Linked DNA regions of Mus musculus: regions 1, 2 and 4 are each linked to region 3. The links are chromatin contacts, called in public ChIA-PET and promoter capture Hi-C maps. All regions are on one chromosome and are shown on one strand. Each heading gives the region's core, a stretch centred on a gene start, on an enhancer-like site or on the middle of the called end of the contact. The rest is flanking DNA. Distances are from core to core; before and after follow the strand shown.

Region 1 (3,000 bases), core at 430-2,929, 140 kb before region 3:
TTTAACATTTTATTTTTATTTTATTTTTTAATTATATGTGGCTAGGAGAGAATGTGTATGTGCACCTGAGTGTAGATATTTGAGGAGGCCAGAGGCTTTGGGTCCCACTGGAGATAACCACAGTTACAGACAGTGACAGCAAGCAGACTTCGGGGCTGGGATCCTTTGCAAAAAAAAGTAGTATGAACTCTTAACTGCTGAGCTGTCTTTCCAGCTCCAGAACATTTCTTCTATTTTTCTTTTTATTTTTATTTCTCTTCCTTCCTTCCTTCCTTCCTTCCTTCCTTCCTTCCTTCCTTCCTTCCCTCCTTCCTTCCTTTCTCTCTCTCTCTCTTTCCTTCCTTCCTTCCTTCCTTCCTTCCTCCCTCCCTCCCTCCATCCCCCCCTCTCTCTTTCTTTTTTCTTTTCTTTTTTTTCTTTTTGACAGAGTTTCTCTGTATATAGCCCTGGCTGTCCTGGAACTCACTCTGTAGACCAGGCTGGCCTCGAACTCAGAAATCTGCCTGCCTCTGCCTCCCAAGTGCTGGGGTTAAAGGCGTGCACCACCACTGCCCGGCTCCCAGAAAATTTCTTAATCACTTAATTACTAGAAGCACTGGGATCCTAAATTCTGGCCCAGTTTTGAATTCTTAACTTATACTATACAACTGATTGTTTTGCACATAAAATTAAAATGTACTGCTATTTTTCTTTTGAACTGACAAGCAAATTTGTTGATAGTTATGGTATATGACGGTTTAATATATGCATATGCATATACACATTCACATTGTAGAATCTAGCCCATCACAGTTGACTTTTAAGACAATTTATAACATATCATATATTTAGTAACAACATTATAGTTGTCATTATTGAGGTAAGACTTCCCATTTCCCTGACCAGCAAATAATGGACTCCACAGATTTTTGTATGCTTCGATATGGTTACAGTTTGGTCTTTCTTTCCTCTCCTCTCCTCTCCTCTCCTCTCCTCTCCTCTCCTCTCCTCTCCTCTTCTCGTATTTCGTTGTCTAGGTTTTGTAGGATTTGGGTTTGATTTTTGAGAAAGATCTTGAAGCTGACTGGGTAGGGAGGAATAGAAGATCTTGGTGGACTTGGAGGAGGGGAAGAGTATGATCAAATATATTTAAATTTAAATTTATTTTAATTAATAAAAATTGAATAAATAAGTAATATTTACCATTACTAAATAATTACTCAGAGGGACATCACTGATCCTGTAGTGCAACTAGTATTGAGGTATATGGACATGGTAGGCATACTTCACTTAGGAGTATATGTACTGACTTCATGGATTCAGCTGAAGAACGGAGAAGGCCAGTTCTGCTCATCCAGTCTCAGGTAGAAAACATGGTAGAACAGACTAGAGATCTGACTCAGGCCACAGGCAGGATTGTCCATGGAAAATTAGTGTGTATTCTTTCACGGTAAATCTTATTTTATCAAGTGATTAGAAATTCGGATTGGCCTGGCCCAGTGCTACACTCCCAGAAAGGGGGATGCAGCATTTGATGGTCCCAATCTGAAGGAAGAGTCAAAGCCAATGTGACCAAACAGAGGCTGGCCTAGAAACAGATGAGGCCTGCAGGCAGACAGGCAGGCAGGAGGAGCTTAACTGTGTGTTCCTGAAGTTGTCAGTACTGCAGCATTGTGTTGTAGCACTGAGAAGTGACAAGCAGAGGCCACTGGTTTCTGAATTTTTATGACACGGAAGGAGGGGCAAACCTCAAACCATCTGCTGAACTGGTTTAGCATACAGAAAGGCATCCAGAGGTCAATGCCTTCTAGAGCCCCTATTGAAATCTCATTCTGGCAAACTTTCCTCACCAGCTCCCCGCTGTCTCCAACTTTAGGGCAGTCCAAATACAGTTTTTTCACACGGAGGTGAGCTCTTAAGACTTACAAATGCTGACAAGAACAGTAGCTTTTTTCTTTAAAGATAATCAACCCCTTTAAAACCTCAAAACCTTTCCCCAGACACAGGAAGAGCAACTATGGTAAACACAGTCGTTGCCGCCCACGCCTCCACATCCAGTGCCAGATCACAAAAGAGCTGTGTGTTAAAAGATTTTGCTGAAAGGACCCTGATATAGCTAGCTGTCTCTTGTGAGGCTATGCCGGGGCCTGGCAAACACAGAAGTGGATACTCACAGTCAGCTATTGGATGGAACACAGGAGGAGCTAGAGAAAGTACCCAAGGAGCTGAAGGGGTCTGCAACCCTATAGGTGGAACAACAATATGAACTAACCAGTACCTCCAGAGCCCGTGTCTCTAGCTGCATTTGTAGCAGAAGATCGCCTAGTTGGCCATCATTGGGAAGAGAGGCCCCTTGGTCTTGCAAACTTTATATGCCTCAGTACAGGGGAATGCCAGGGCCAAGAAATGGGAGTGGGTGGGTAGGGGAGTGGGGCAGGGGGAGGGTATAGGGGACTTTAGGGAAAGCATTTGAATAGATGAAGTAAATACCTAAAAAAAAATCTCAAGATTTGGGTGCTCAGACTTGCTTATCAGACCTCGTTGCAAGTCCTAATATTTAGAAAAGATTGTAGCTACACTACATTATGAGTACATTTTAAGTTCCTAAACAAAAATGTGAGTGGACTTTGATGTAAAGACACTGGTGGGCAGTGGAGAGTAGTATTGGATCCATTTATAATCTTTAAGGAGGGCCAGAGTCAGAAAATCAAATGTCCACATTGTTCCCATCTGGGACAAACATCTTTTTCTTTTTTTGTGTTTTCTTCTCCTGACTTTTGGTTTGGTCTTCATGTTTTTTAACATTGGTTTGCAAAACAATAGAGATTTGTAGGTCTGAATGCCAAAGAACCATCATGTACAGACAAGTTGGCAATAGAAAACCAAGGCAGTAGTTCTCAGTCGTCCTAATTCTGTAACCCTTTACATTTCCTCATGTTGTGGGGACCCCCAACCATAACCTTATTTCATTGCTACTTCATAACTGTAATGTTGCTACTGTTGTGAATCACAATGTAAATA
Region 2 (3,417 bases), core at 718-3,217, 180 kb before region 3:
CCCGTACAATTTGCATAGCCAATTACACTATGTAAATGTGGAAAAGAAAATGGAGTAATAGGAGGCCTTGGTGTTAGAGGATTTAAGGGTGGAGAGTATTCAGGAGGATGGTAGAAAAATAGGTCAGGAGAATAAGAGAGAAGGCACTAAAGAGAAATGCTAAAAAGCATTCAGCCCAAGCTATAACTGAGCTAATAGCTGAAGCGCCCGTTTCAGTGTTATATTGTGGGCAAAAGTCAGGCTTCAGGAGTCTAGAGATGAAAAAGTGGGAGCAGGGAGGTTTTACAACACTTTCTTGAAGTTGATCACAAAAGCAAACCCTGATTGCCTGTCCAAGGTGCCTGTACCAACCTCTCCCTTGAGCTTGGCTGTGCCAAGCTGATCTTCACAAGGCCTTTGTAAACTGAACTTTCTATAATTATGTCAAGTTGACCTGGAACACAGCCTTGAGCCCAAGCTATGATCACTTGTCTAAGAACCAATGCTTCTGACTTGACTGATCAAAGTTTATCATTTGCTTTGAAGCCACCCCCTTAGCAGATGTAGTAAAAAAAAAAAAAAAAAAACTGCACAGGTTTGGGCCCAGGACAGGATGCTGAGGCGTGGGAGGAGAAGACAGCAGGTGCTAACTACACAGACAGCATCCCTAGCAGAGCAGTGTTTATATTTCCTATTTGTCTCTTGAAACAAGTTTGTAGGAATCACCAAAGCAATTTTACCAGTTTCTATACAGGAAGTTGGGATGTGGGAGAGAGATTTCCACAGCTGTATTAGTTTGAAGGTTATCTGATATGACATCACAATGGCCATTCATACATGTATACTTCCGAAAACAGTGTCACAACCTGAGGTGGTTTGGCCTCAGCTTAGTTTGTTCATCATATAAAGAGTTAGGAATCATTTGGAAAACTCATTTCATAGGGTATGAAAACTGTTAAAAAAAATAGGGATAACTATATATTGTGTGAGATGCCTCCAAAGTCTTTTTCCTTAGCATCTTTAGTCTGTCTTCTCCAAAACCTATGGGTTAGGCAAAGCCCTTTGTGTAGGGGAGAGTGAGAGGCAAAGTGACTTACTGGGAGTTCGTAGGAATTTATTAGTACAGCAAGGACTAGAATCCAGGTTTCTCAGCTGAAGCTCAGTTTTCATATCCTTAGCTACATATCAGTATAGTGGACTGTAACTGTGAAGACAGAGAATGTGGCCGAATTAGGCTAATCATTGCCTTTAGCTTCAGTCCCCAAGTTTCTGTCTGATTTCCCAAACACCGTAGCTAGCTTTGCTTTTCACCAACGTTTTTATTGGTTTGTTTTTTACATAAATTCTCTTTCTAGCTACATCTTATTTAATAAATGTGGAGCCCTTTTTTTGCTTTATGACATGTAGTTTTGACTAGTAAAGCTAGAAAGATTTTATTGAGCTTAGAGATTAAAGAATCAAAGTCCTGAGAAGCAATTAAGGGGCGGCACACTGGACATGAAATCAGTCCTTATATTTGCTAACATCTAGTCCTTTAACTTTATACCAGGTTCCAGATTTATGTTAGTAAGATTGAAATTGAAATAAGTTTATTACTAGTGGACTCATTTGTCACTTTCCTTGAAACTGGTGAACCCCAAACTTTAGAGAGCAATAGGAAAAATACTGCCATTGTCTTTTAAGAAGTCTGACATTTCAAGGCAAGAATGAATGTATGGAAGAAGAAACCCGTTTCTTCTTTACTAACAAAAGGGAAAGCCTGGAAGTGAATGATATGGGTGTGATTTAAAAAAAGAAAAGGAAAGAAAAGAAAAGAAAAACCCTTTACGTAACTTTTTTTGCTGGGACAGAAGACTACGAAGCACATTTTCCAGGAAGTGTGGGTTGCGACGATTGTGCGCTCTTAACTAATCCTGAGTAAGGCGGCCACTTTGACAGTCTTCTCATGCTGCCTCTGTCCCATTCTTGGTCAGAAGACACCATTTCAGCTTTCAGTCAGCATGATAGAAACATACAGCCAACCTTCCCCCAGATCCGTGGCAACTGGACTTCCAGCGAGCATGAAGATTTTTATGTATTTACTTACTGTTTTCCTTATCACCCAAATGATTGGATCTGTGCTTTTTGCTGTGTATCTTCATAGAAGATTGGATAAGGTAAGGTGACCTACAAGCCTTAATTAGCTAAATTGGGGGTTCTTATTGATCTAGGACGGTTTGAATTAAGTTCTACCTAAATGATGGAGAACAGTAGAAAGTGGATAATGTTTGTTGTGGCATAATGTTTGTTGCCTAGAAAGTAGAACCTTACCTCTGACTAAGATCTTGGAATGTGCAATCAGACAGCCTGGCTTCAAATCTTAGCTTAGCTCTTAACTGCTCTGAGATTCTGCACATGTCACTTCATATTTTCATTTCTTTTTCTGTCCCAGGGAAATAGAGGTAGACATAGTACCCATGGCACAGATCAAATGATTCTAGCCCTGAAGAGGAGATAAACTATGCCTGGCACATAGTACATGCTAGTTAGTTCCTAAAAGTTGCTCCCCAAAGTGAACTATTTCCCCCCACGAAGACAACTTTAAAAAAATGAGCCCCATGAAAACAACTTTAAAAGGTGAGCCAGAAAAAAAGGAACATTGATTTGATCTGAAATTCCATTGTGTTTTGGATGAGTACAGACATGAACTATGCTCCCAATCTGCCGATTGATTTTTAAAGTCAGAATGGTGCTATCTGTGCAACTCTTCAATGCCAACTGCCACTGTAAGCTGCTCTGTGCTCCGCGGAGGAGATTTTCCATGCTTAAATGATTAGGAAGGGAGCAGACTAGCTAAGAACAGTAACTTCAGGATCTACGCTGTTTCCATGTGCTGGCTCATATCCACTGAGGGCCATATGGGCTGTGTTATGAAATGCTAAGGGATAATGGGGAAGTTGTAACCCATATAGACTCAAATGTGCTGTCAAATTTAAGTGAACTTTAAATGACAGGCAAAGCTATTGGCAAACTCCACCTTATATTTTGTTTTGATTTTATTTGGTTAAGTTTGGATTTTTCCCCCCTTTTTGAGACAGTTTCATACTGTAGCTCAGAATGGTCTGGAACTCTCTAGATAGACGAAACTGGCTTCTAACTCACAGGAACACTCCTGCCTCATCCTACAAATATAGAGATTACACACATGTTCCACTATACTTGTATTGGTTCTTGTTTTGAAAGTTAAGAATTTGCCCTTAAGACAAGAAGAAATTGTTCAGAATTAGTTGACAACACAAGTTAATTGCATACATTTAATTACTCACATATAAAAAAGAAAATATTGCATTCACTTTGGGGATAAGAGATAATTTCTTTTAAAATGCAAAGCATTTCTACAAGTACAGAAGAAATGAGAGATGTAATTATAAATCCATGTTGTGAATGAATGCCGCTGTA
Region 3 (2,962 bases), core at 215-2,714:
ACTATTCGTCCATATTTGCCAAACACTGCCTCAAGGGCTTTCTCATTCGTCTCTGTATTAAGCCCACCAATAAAGAGCTTTCCTGGGCGATCTGCTTCAACCATTTTTCCTCTTAACCGATGGGGGTCTGCTGAAAAATGGTATTATTATCTCTCTGTAGAAAGTCCCCAAAGTTTATTGAACAGCTTAATTATGGCTCATGTTTTGTTAAAATCTTTATTCTTTAGTAACTAAAGATACCAATAAACCTCAAGTGTGGTAGAAAATCAATTGAAATACTTTGGCTAACAGTGCAGCGCAATTTTCATTAACAGGGTTAAAAGGGCCTGCCTAATTTACCATCTTCATCTGCCCTGCTTTTAGTCAATGAAGAGCTACTCAACACTTAAAAAGGCTACTTTTAAATGTATTTTACTTTTAATATAAGATTGCAACCTTAGAGTGCAGGAATTAACAGAAGGGGGCCACCACACCTGGCTATGGTCTTGATCTCTTATCTTTAAAACATTCCGTTACCTATCAACCTACTTGCTATCCGCCCCACCGCCCCCAACCCGAAGCCAAAGGTATAAAAGACTTCCTATTCATTCAAGGTCACCAGCCAGACACACCAAGTAAGGAGCAAGCCCTTTCCACATTTAGATTCCCTAGTTAAGTTTAGGGACAAATCTCTACCTTAGGACAAAGTCGCTGCATCTAGCCCAACGAAAGATTGTTAGTTATCCGATCGAAAAGAAAAAGTGCCAGAGTCCGAAGATAACGGAACTCAGAATCACACACTCTTAACACTCTTTTCCAGTCCTGACACCTAATTAAGACTCATTAAAAACCGCGTGTTAAAGACAAAATGGCGACACTTGGAACGAACCCAGAACCACCAACAGCCTCCGGACGAACTAACTTTTGCATTGACAGTTGCAGCGAAAACTCAGAAAGCTTCCTCTCCTTGCCGCCAAGGACCAGAGGAAGCCTCAGAAGTCCACCAGCCTATCATTAGCACGGACGCTATTCTGGTGTTACTCCCGCGGTCCCAGCACGTCCCGCCCCACCTACAAAGCTGCGCCCTCCGCCCTCCCGCGACAGGGGACAGCCAAACCTCCGGGAGACGCACTCAGATAACTGACCCCATAATGTGCTGCTTCCACCCCTTCTGCTTTAAATAGGTTGACACCTTTGGGTGTCTTAAAATGGCGCCCGCCGCCACTATCTCCCGGGAAACAAATGACATCCAGCTCTAACAAGTCTGTATGGAAAACAGGCCAAGGAAAGGAAAGTCCTACCCGAGGGGACTGCGACGGTCTCAAGCTCCTCTGAGCTCGCCGACCGGACCTCCCGAGCAGCGCCGCACCAGTGACAGCTACCGATTTTCAGAACGGAACAGAAATGACGCTAGGACGACTGCGCAACGAGGGCGAACAAAGGAGACTGCAATCTTTATACTACCCGGGAACGAGGCTGAAGAACCCGGATGGAAATTAAGCTTAGAATTTGAAGCACGAAGGGAGGGGAGGGAGTGGTTCCCAGATTCTTCATTGGCTGTTCCCTTTGTCATTCACTAGTCACTCCGCCTCTTTCCTGTGTCTCTTAAAGTTCTGGCCGGTGCCGGATTTTAACCGTTTGCCCTGCCCCCATCCATTCTCCTCCAAGGCGCCTTTTAGCTTCGCTAAATATGCTAAAACACTGGACGGGATTTATTGACTAGAGAAGTAAATTTATTGAGCAACCTATTAGGTCAAACAAGGCGCAAAACTTTTACTTTTGCATGAAAATCCTAATTCCAAAAGCAATGTGAAAAAACGGTAGAATGCCAACGTTATAGAAATAAGAAACAAAGAAGTTTCGTTGATACTCAATAACTGGCTAAATTTTCTTGAGCAATAAGTAATACATTGGAAGAATCTGTTAAGTAAGTGTTAAGTGAAAACAGAACTTGATGACATTACAAAAATATCATTCATATAGAACGATTACTGAGTACCTACTTGATTTCTGTGCAAGTGAGACCAGAGTCAGGTGCCTCGGGGTTAAGACTGTCAAACAAAAATCCCTGACGATAGTTGGGAGTGCTTACCCACACATTTCATCCCAGTATTTGGGACGCTGAAGTAGGGCAGTTACGCGTTTCAGCACAGACTGGCTTTGTTAGAGTCTGTCTCAAACACCAAACCAAACAAAAAAAAAAAAATGCTACCAAGCATGCTTGAACTTTAAGTGAGCATTCTTAATTTGTTTTGTGTTTTGAGACAGTACCAGTCAGGCTGAGAGTGGTCTTGGAATTCACAGCTCTGATCCTGCCTCAGATTTCCAAGTGCTGGAATTACAGGCATGAGCTACCAGACCAGGTTCTGCATTCTAAATTTTTATCTGCTTGTGAAAGAAAAATAACAATTTAACCTAGAGGGGATTTTCTTTTCATTTCTTTTCTTTCCTTTTTCCTTTTTTCTTTTTCTGTTCCTGTCTGGCTGTCCTACAACTTGCTCTGCAGACCAGGCTGGAGATCCCTGTCTTTGCCTCCCAAGAAAAACGATTTTAGATACCAGCCTTTTATACTATGGATCATATTTCCTCATATGGGGTGATAGAATTGAATGTGGGCATAGTAGTAAAAGTGGCAATAATAAAAGGTTTCTGATACATAACAAAAATTCAATTCAAAATCAAATATATATGAGATATGTGGAAAGATTTATTAGAATGACTTACAGACTGTGGACCAGGTAATGCGACAATGACTGACTATGAACCCAGAAGTTCCTCAGTCCACGAGGCTGGATGTAGAGGCTGGTCTTCAGTAGATGCTAGAATCCCTAAAAAGTAGGCTCTAATGCCAGTGAAGGAATGCACTTGCTAGCAAGGTGAGAGCAAGCAGGCAAAAAGCAAAGGCTTTCTTATTCCAAGCCCTTATCTAGGACTTGGAAAGTATAGCACAGATTAAAAGTGGTTTTAGTACTCAGGATCTGGA
Region 4 (3,009 bases), core at 427-2,926, 200 kb before region 3:
GCCTATTATAAAAAGAGCCTTCATAGTGTGAAGGTCAAAGACACAGAAACCAGACACACGTGGAATTTTTCTCTGTGATACATATGAGCTTGACTAAGTAACTCGACTCTTCCTAGCTTTCACATTGTTGCTGGAGCTGCAATGATATATAGCTTCTTAGGTCATAGCCTGGACTGGGGACAGCATGAGTACTGGAACCCTGTGAGTCCCATACTGTTTCCTTACTACCTACGATGCACACTGGGAAGTGCAGTGGTAATTTGCATCAGAGACCAAACAGATGAGGCATAGGGTAGAGAAAGAATAAATAGCATTGCAGGGTGCGGCTCTGAAACCATCCACAAGAAACACAGATTTCCTCTATATAAGGAAGGTCCAAGTTGTGTGGCTGCCAGAAGAGTTTAGAGAAAATAGGGAACTACATAGGGATTCCTGGAGGAGAAACAGCTGAGGTTGGTTCTAAATGGGTGGGAAGCATTGCAGATAAGGAGAACAGGTCAAGGCATGATGAGAAGGGATAAGAATGCTGGGCTGTGGGCTGAGGACTAGAAGGATTTTTAAGAAGGTAAAGTGCTTGTTGTGAAAGTCCCAGGACCTGTCCTCAGATCCCAGGCAATCACATAAAAGTCCCACATGGCAGCGTACTCTGTAACCCTATGCTGAGGGACAGGCAGGGAAGGAAGGCCTGGAGATAGCCAGGCGATCTGTGGAGCTTGCTGGATAGCCAGTCTAGCAGAAATAGAAAGCTCAACACTTGAAAAGGGAGTCAAGAAAACACCCAACATCACATCACATTCTTGCCTACACACACACATTCACAAGGATTTTCAAACACACACACACACACACACACACACACACGGGGGGGGGGGGGCGGGCAAGAGAGGAGGGTGAGCTGTTGAACTAAATGTGTACCTTGTTTACAGAGTGTTTTGTGGGTGGATTACAAGAATAACAAAGACTCCTCTGATGGTCCAAACTCCTTCATTTTAAGTCTAATAAATGGAGATGCTGAAAGAGAGGTCTGTACCATCAGACAGCTGACCAAGAATGCACACAGACCTTCACACTAGTCTTCAGATCTCCTCCCCTGGAGGTGCGTCACTAGGCTGGGAAAATTTGGGGGACAGAAATCTTGCTGCAGTCAAAACTGAATGGTGTATAGGAAGGAAATGAGATGAGCCTGATAAAGGGGGGCATGGTTTCTTTTGGGGTTGATGAGAAATGTTCTGGAATTAGGCGATAACAGATGGTTATACAACTATGCATGTGGCAAGGATTTTTAAAGTCTATACTTTAAATGAGTGAATCCTATGGTGTGGAAATTGTATGTCAATATAGGTACCACAAAAAAATACTGACTGAATCCATTCTGAGTTATGTCTCAGAACAGGGCCATGTCCACTAGAAGGAGAATGGAGCTAATGAATGCTAGAATAGAACGATATTTGTTAAAGAATACATAACTACTCTGGTATTTCATACATCCAAGCCGAAAACCAAACTAAAATAAGACAAAAACAAAAAACAAAAGAGCTAACACCACCACCGTCGAAGTGAGGTCTTCTAGTCATCTTCTGAAGTCCTTACATTCAGCTTTAGATGCTGTTTCTTCAGCCCTTCACTTCCCTCACCCAGGATGCCCTTGATCTCTTCATAAACAGTGGAGATCACATGGTGCCCAGGTGTTAGGTTCTGAGTATTTGCCAGGAGCTAGAGATGGGTGTGTGGAGACCCTGTGGTGAGAGAGTGCCCGAATCAAAGAGGTGCCAAGCAGCTCCTCAACTGACCTAGGTGACGTGATAAGCACCAGAGAGGACTTTCAGCCTGGATTCTCAGCCCAGCATAAGTTGTATGACTTCTCAGAAAATTCTAAAGGCTTCCTCCACTCTTATTTTAGCATAATGGTAAGTCTTCTGTGAACCAAAACAGACATGTGCAAAGTAATTTTCTTCCTTAAAAATAAGTTTTTAAAAACTCATACGAAAGCATTGAATCTATATGACTCCTGCCCCTTCACCTCCAATTCCTCCCAGGTCCTTCTCCAGAATTCATGATCGCCTCCTCACTTGTGACTGTTACATGAATATACGTACGTACGTGTGTGTGTGTGTGTGTGTGTGTGTGTGTGTGTGTGTACACCCATGAGTATATAACCTACTGAGTCCATGTCGGTTTGTTCACATGAGCACATTTACAGGGATGGTCACTTAGGATTGTACAATCTCTGTAGGAGTTTGTCCCTGGAGGAAACTGATTCTCCCCCTCTCACCTGCAGCTCTTTGTCTAGGGGTGGGACCATGTGAAAGTTTCCTTGCCCACATTGACATGACAACTGGTGGTGTCACTATATTGGCTTTGCTTAGGCAACTGTATTGTTGAGAGCTCATAGGTACATTTCTGAAGCAGAACACGGGTACTCTGAAAGGGGAAATGAAAAAATTAGGAGGCTATAAATATGGAGGTGAGAGGATGAGAGAGAGAAGGAAGAACAATAAATACACTAAGGGTATTTGAAAAAAAAACATGCAGAATCATATTAATTTTTACCTAGAATTACATATAAGATATATGTGCATATACATACCCAGTCTCTTATTTTTATCCATTTCTTTGCTTATGATCTAGCAAAGGAATAAGAGATTATTGACATTGTAGAGCTATTATAATAAGTACAGTTGTACAATGGCTCGTAAGGTTCCTGCACACACACCTCCATGTTTATGCATTACATAGCTCTATCTAGTTGCCTGCCTATGGGAAGTTAACGAGTAATAGGATAATACTCCCGTGGTTAAGTTATATTATGAAGCAAATATGGAAGATGTTGCAGATGTAATTAAAGCCCCAAATATCTTTAAACTAGTCAAAAAGACAGTCAACCTATTTGGGTCAAATGCAATCACAAAGGGTAACTAAGAGAAAAAAAACTGAGACAAATACTAAAGGAGCTGCATGGAGATCCACAGTGGGGCATTTGAAGTAATAATAGCTAGCACAATGATGTTT

The links. ChIA-PET counts read pairs in DNA pulled down with a chosen protein or histone mark. Capture Hi-C pulls out chosen DNA fragments and counts their contacts.
Region 1: an RNA polymerase II ChIA-PET map of memory CD8 T cells shows a contact between it and region 3, with 74 read pairs. The contact joins the enhancer-like site here to the promoter of Rbmx in region 3. A contact is called at or near these places in 9 of 39 promoter capture datasets (3T3-L1-derived adipocytes, the C10 cell line, the HPC-7 cell line and 5 more), 8 of 484 Hi-C or Micro-C datasets (B cells, CD4 T cells, Th1 cells and 5 more), 5 of 115 datasets of contacts at active chromatin or transcription factors (the 230-238 cell line, the SCID.adh cell line, bone marrow-derived macrophages and 2 more) and 4 of 9 other capture datasets (adipose tissue, liver, macrophages and 1 more).
Region 2: a contact with region 3 is called in a promoter capture Hi-C map of adipose tissue. The contact joins the promoter of Cd40lg here to the promoter of Rbmx in region 3. A contact is called at or near these places in 14 of 39 promoter capture datasets (the 3T3-L1 cell line, 3T3-L1-derived adipocytes, the C10 cell line and 9 more), 1 of 115 datasets of contacts at active chromatin or transcription factors (memory CD8 T cells) and 2 of 9 other capture datasets (adipose tissue and liver).
Region 4: a contact with region 3 is called in an RNA polymerase II ChIA-PET map of memory CD8 T cells, with 53 read pairs. The contact joins the enhancer-like site here to the promoter of Rbmx in region 3. A contact is called at or near these places in 1 of 39 promoter capture datasets (pre-B cells), 1 of 484 Hi-C or Micro-C datasets (granulocyte-monocyte progenitors), 2 of 115 datasets of contacts at active chromatin or transcription factors (effector CD8 T cells and memory CD8 T cells) and 1 of 9 other capture datasets (liver).

Annotation. Positions count from the first base shown.
Region 1 is chrX:57,251,857-57,254,856 of GRCm38.p6, forward strand. The region is part of intron 10 of Arhgef6 (Rac/Cdc42 guanine nucleotide exchange factor (GEF) 6); the gene reads right to left. Among named protein-coding and RNA genes, the nearest start is that of Cd40lg, 41 kb to the left of the region's middle. Within about 2 kb of position 1,680, at least 23 of the 459 cell types and tissues checked have an H3K27ac peak or open chromatin away from gene starts, as enhancers often do. A contact at or near this core is called in Th1 cells, effector CD8 T cells and memory CD8 T cells, where this site is marked.
Region 2 is chrX:57,210,176-57,213,592 of GRCm38.p6, forward strand. It overlaps Cd40lg (CD40 ligand), which reads left to right and starts at 1,968. Exons shown (of 5, transcript NM_011616.2): 1 at 1,968-2,135. The coding sequence starts at 1,980.
Region 3 is chrX:57,391,572-57,394,533 of GRCm38.p6, forward strand. It overlaps Rbmx (RNA binding motif protein, X chromosome), which reads right to left and starts at 1,465. Exons shown (of 9, transcript NM_011252.4): 1 at 1,281-1,465; 2 at 1-127. The coding sequence starts at 104.
Region 4 is chrX:57,187,870-57,190,878 of GRCm38.p6, forward strand. No RefSeq gene overlaps it. Among named protein-coding and RNA genes, the nearest start is that of Gm14718, 11 kb to the right of the region's middle. Within about 2 kb of position 1,677, at least 26 of the 459 cell types and tissues checked have an H3K27ac peak or open chromatin away from gene starts, as enhancers often do. A contact at or near this core is called in memory CD8 T cells, where this site is marked.